Regions from separate parts of the Mus musculus genome. Here region 2 is linked to region 1. A link is a contact called in public Micro-C data. All regions are on one chromosome and are shown on one strand. The core of a region is the stretch at or near the end of the contact, and the rest is flanking DNA. Distances in the headings are between cores, read along the strand shown. Region 1 holds the start of Thnsl1 (threonine synthase-like 1 (bacterial)). Region 2 has its middle 15 kb from the start of Gm52501.

Region 1 (2,603 bases), core at 71-2,570:
CTCTTCTCTCAGACTTCAATACAGTTTACAAAATACCTATATGGCCAAGTATCTGGGACATTTATTTTGAAGTTTCCTTTTTCAGATTTGGAGATTTTCAGAAATATAACAAACACATAAGAATTTCCTTCAGTTATATATTTTGGAATTTCCATCCATCCAACTGTACCCCTTTCATTAAACCACAAGATCTGTAAAAATCCTAGACATACTCTCTAGTCCATCATTTTTGTTAAACCAATTGAAATACTGAGGCCTAGAAACAAATGAGAATTCAATTTAGACACAAATTACGGGAGGCAAAAGAGTGCCTAAGTCAAATACAACATTGAGTTCCTAAATTAAACATCAGATTTCCTAAAACGGACGGATAAAACAGATTTTTCCCCCTCTTTTCAACGACATGGAATTTCACATTATACACAGCACCTAAAACCAAATTAATAATTGCATATTAGTGGGGGGCTATGATCATAAAATGGACGTCTGACAACACTAGCTCACTTTTTTTTTTTCTCTGTGAAATATGAAACGCTATTTAGATTTGTCCACCTGGTCTTAAGAAGTTGCGACCCAAGATTAAATGTAAAAGTCAGCCCCGTAAGTCTTTAAAAGAGGTCAACGATCTTCCTCTGGGCTGAAGTCATCGCTTTTGCTTACCCACATACCTAGGATGCTGGGGCGGCTCCTTCAAGTCACTGGGTATGAGGTTATAAATACTCTCGGAAGTGCAGGGTGAGTCCATGGCCACCAAGGAATTCCTTAACAAGTACTCAGCTTTTTGGCTCACTTTCCCACTGTCTCAACTCCTTCTCTCACCGCCTTTTTCTTTTCTTACTTTCTTATCAAAGAACTAAAATTTCTCTTTCGTGTAATTTCCCTTTGACCCTTTCGTAACAGTCCCTTTTTCAGGAAGAAAATAATTCTGCTCCGAGTCTGTTTAGCGTTGTTGACCACGTGGTTGCTAAGGAAACAGTTGCTAGGAGACGGGGCAACCTGGCTTTTATCTGATTCCTTTTTTGTAACCTCTTCTGTCTGAGAAAAACGTAAGGAAAAAGACGTTCCTGCGTCTTTGGAAAAGACGACATGAAAACATTGTCCCCCCCCCCCGCACCCAAACATTTTGTGGTTTTCCTCGGTACATCTGGAAAGAAAAATTCTACAATAGGGAGCAGGACAGACACGCACGCGTCACATAATAGTTTCCAACATTCAGGCCGCGCCCCTGCGGAGGTGGAGCGATCGACGGGGAAGGGGAGGAGCCTCGGGGTAATGGGCGGGGCGTCTGGGTTACGTGGTTGGCCTAGTGGCGCAGCGCGCAGTCAGCGCAGGCGCAGAAGCAGCAGCTTGGGGCGGGCTTGCCGGCTGAGGTTGCCAGGCGGTGCCGAAGGCGCTTCCCTTTCTCCCTTTCTCTCTTTCCTCTTCTTTGGGTGGTTTTCTTGGTGAGTTAATGGAGGAGGAATGGAAAGCCAGCGAGAGTTGTTACCCTAGCATCCCCCCTTCCGTCGTGCCCCATCAGGCCTCTCTTTGCCATCCACCTGTCGCACCGGACCCTGCGGCGGGCCCTGCGGTGCTCTGTCTCCACGGTGCGTGCGCGAGCGCTACCCGGCGCCAGGAGGACCAGCCTTTGGAAGAGGGCCTCGAATTTTGCCCAGGTTTCAGCCCTTGACTCCCTTTTTGACATGTTTTTGTTTTTTTCCTCTCCGAGAAGTGCTTATATTTCGTTTGAGCTGTTTGATCTCCCGTTCATGCATATGCACTTGTGATTGCACTCTCATTTGAAAGCCTTCACCCAGTCACATCCTTTGGCCCTGGGATTTGGGAGGAAATTTCGTGGGTCTAAATCCACTTGGCAGTTGCCCTGCCAGGGAAGTCAGGTGCATCAGTTCTTCAATTCTCACTGCCTGGTGGCTGGGTTAAATGGCCTGGTGGCTTAGTGAACTTTTCAGTCCTCACTTGGAAGGCCTCGCTCAATGCAAGTCGTGATTGGAGGCTTCTGCTAAATTTTATTCGATAAGAATAAAGAAACAATTTAGTTTCCCGTTTTTCGGTTTGATAGAATTTATCTATTTTTTTTCTGGGCAGCCCACGGTTCAGATGAATAATCTTTTGGGGTGGGGTGATGTGTTTCCTTATTTCACAGCAGATTGGGTTTCTTTAAAAACATTCCATAGATTAAGGGGTGGATAGGGAGCACCAATTTTTGCTTTTGAAAAAAAATGATTTCTCTGCTGCTTTTTACTTAACATGTAAAGAGAAAAACTTCCTTGTTGGATATATGCTCCTGTGCATGTTAACTGTTGAATCGTGAATTCATAGAATGTAAACAGTATTAACCAACTTGATAGCCATTAGCCAAGGCATATACCTTCCTGACCTCAGGATAGAACCCAAGGATTCAGGTATTTGAGGCCAGTAGTCGGAACCAGGTTGACAACCCAAGGCATGTTCTAATTAGAAGCAGCTGATACGTGAAAAGGGGTGTAAGAATGCAGCTTTCACTAAAGGGGAACGACATAAAGTTAGCAGACATTATTCATGGATTCTGTATGTCAGTGTCTCATTTGTTCAAGTTTATTCATAATTCTTCAATACTTAGCCAC
Region 2 (2,603 bases), core at 41-2,540, 38 kb after region 1:
AGGAAGCAGGAGCTGATGCAGAGTCCAAGGAGGGATGTTCTTTACTGGCTTGTTTCCCCTGGCTTGCTCAGCCTGCTCTCTTATAGAACCCAAGACTACCAGCCCAGAGATGGTCCCACCCACAAGGGGCCTTTCCCCCTTGATCACTAATTGAGAAAATGCCCCACAGCTAGATCTCATGGAGGCATTTCCTCAACTGAAGCTCCTTTCTTTGTGATAACTCCAGCTGTGTCAAGTTGACACAAAACCAGCCAGTACACCTTCTAAGTACACATTTTAGTTTTTAAAAATGATTTATATCTCTTCTGATCAATTTTATATAAACTCTTATGTTTTTGTAGCTAATATCAGCACAGTTTTATTGATAAGATGATATCTTCCGTGAGACTTGTGCTTGGCTATTGGGAAAGCAGACAGAGTGATTGTAAAATGTTTAGACCAAATTCTCTGATTTTACTTCTACTTGCTAAAAGCACATGGATAGCTGGGGTGGGTATTTTGGTTTTAAAATCAGAATGTCTTTAAGCTCCAAAGAATAAACATGAATGAAATGCTGAACTAAACTTTAAGTTATTGGTATCACTAAATGCTAAAAAAATCCAAAAGTTCTCAAGACAATAGTCAAATTCAAAATGAATCCATTTCCCAAAGTCAGTGATCAATCAACTATTGGAACGAGACAATCTCAAGCTGCACTGGAATGAAGGGCATTTAACCAGAAATAGCCATGCAGCTTCTGGGGTAAGTTTCTTTACTCAGAGGGGCACAGCAGGGCATTGGACTATATAGAAAGGCTTTAACATTTTAAAGATATTTTTTCATGGGATATATTTTGATCATATTCTTTCCCCTCTTTCAATTCCTCTTTGATCTTCTTTATATCACCACCCACCTAATTTTGTGTTCTTTCTCAAAACCAAAACAAAACCCATGAAAATCAAAACAACAACAAAACCCAGTAAGACAAAAATTACCAAGTCAAAACAAAAAAGGTCCTTATCCCATCCTAGACTAGCACAAGATTCCAGGAGATCCAGTGCTCTCTCCTGGCTTGTCCTGAAGTATGGTTGATATACCAAGTTGGTACACCATTGAAGAAAACTGATTTTCTTTTTCCCAGCAGGTATCAATTACAAATCGCTTCTTGGTTAGGGTTAGGACCTTGTGTCCACTTTTTCTTCTCAGTGTTGAGATTTTGTCTGGTTTGAATCTGTTTAGGTCCTGTGTATGTTGTCATAGTCTCTGTTAGTTCATATGTGCACAGGTTCTGTTATGTCTGGAAGACACTGTTTTCTTGGAATCACCCAGATGTGATGACTGGTTTCATGGAGACTGTGTTGGATTAAGTCTTTCTCAAGCACAGCAAATGGGAGAGGAAGACAAAGAATATGTTTGTGTAAGGTGCTGTGCTGAAGAAGATAAAAAGACTGACATACTAGACACAGAGATTTTTGAAGCCCAAGCTCCCATCGAAGCCCACAGCGAAGATAAAAGGATGGAGTGTGGAAAGCTGACATCATCGAAGCACGCAGTCACTGACGATAAACACAGACACTCAGATGACCCTGGGAAGCACAAGGTCAAAATTTTAAAACGGGAGTCTGGTGAGGGAAAAACTTCCTCTGACAGTAGAGATAATGAAATTATCTCTACTCTTAAAATCTTTCTGCCTCCTCTTCTGCATAGATCACTGAGCCTTGAGGGGAGGGGTTTGACAACCCATTTAGGACCCAGTGCTCCAAAGTCTCTCATTCTCTGCACATTGCTCGGTTGTGGGTCTATGTGTTAATCACCACCTATTGCAAGAAGAACCTCTCAGAGAGACTTTTGGTTTCATGACTATATAACAAATAGATTAAATTCACTTATCAACAACATTTTTCTTACTTTTATGATCAAAACCAGATAATGGCCTCATGGGATTCAGCACTCAGCAACTTTGGTTCTAATCTTTTTGGAAAAGCAAGATGGCTTTTAACACAGGAAAAGAGCTAGATTCTTTCCATATTTATATCCCAGATACTCATTTAAAAAAAAATTCTGGTCTTCCTTGTTTATCGGCTGATAACAGATATTGTGACGGTCTAAGATAGTATAGAAAGCATTCCTTCTGGCCGGGTGTGGTGGTGCACACCTTTAACCCCAGCACTCGGGAGGCAGAGGCAGGCGGATTTCTGAGTTCGAGGCCAGCCTGGTCTACAAAGTGAGTTCCAGGACAGCCAGGGCTACACAGAGGAACCCTGTCTCTAAAAACCAAAAAAAAAAAAAAAAAAAAAAAAAAGCATTCCTTCTGATGGCTGAAGCCCAACTCTATTTTTGGCACACGTAGATTATAGAATGCATAACAAGTAGCCTGCTGAATTGTGACACTTGAGAGAAGCAGAGTTGACAATTACCCAACTGCCTCCCTGTCTTGTTTACACGAGAAAAGCATTGGCTCTATCTGGATTGCACTTAACGCCATGGAGATAAAGTCTACTGACATTCAGCCCTAAGAACTTTCTTGGCTTTCACAAAAGTTAAGTGGGCTGTTACTCTTCAGGATAAATGTGGAAAAGAACCACACCGAGGTTGCATTAAGAAATTACTGACTAGAAATTAAT

The links. Hi-C and Micro-C count contacts between places; a contact is called where the count stands out from the background.
Region 2: a Micro-C map of granulosa cells shows a contact between it and region 1, with 2.5 times the contacts expected there. The contact joins the enhancer-like site here to the promoter of Thnsl1 in region 1. A contact is called at or near these places in 7 of 39 promoter capture datasets (the 3T3-L1 cell line, the HPC-7 cell line, hippocampal neurons and 3 more), 29 of 484 Hi-C or Micro-C datasets (the AML12 cell line, CD4 T cells, the HPC-7 cell line and 21 more), 6 of 115 datasets of contacts at active chromatin or transcription factors (the HPC-7 cell line, differentiating embryonic stem cells, embryonic stem cells and 2 more) and 2 of 9 other capture datasets (adipose tissue and pancreatic islet).

What each region holds. Positions count from the first base shown.
Region 1 is chr2:21,204,404-21,207,006 of GRCm38.p6, forward strand. Thnsl1 (threonine synthase-like 1 (bacterial)) reads left to right here and starts at 1,321. Exons shown (of 3, transcript NM_177588.2): 1 at 1,321-1,442. It overlaps Enkur (enkurin, TRPC channel interacting protein), which reads right to left and starts at 962. Exons shown (of 5, transcript NM_027728.2): 1 at 669-962. The coding sequence starts at 745.
Region 2 is chr2:21,242,796-21,245,398 of GRCm38.p6, forward strand. It overlaps the pseudogene Gm13378. Among named protein-coding and RNA genes, the nearest start is that of Gm52501, 15 kb to the left of the region's middle. Within about 2 kb of position 1,291, at least 12 of the 459 cell types and tissues checked have an H3K27ac peak or open chromatin away from gene starts, as enhancers often do. A contact at or near this core is called in granulosa cells, liver and pancreatic cancer cells, where this site is marked.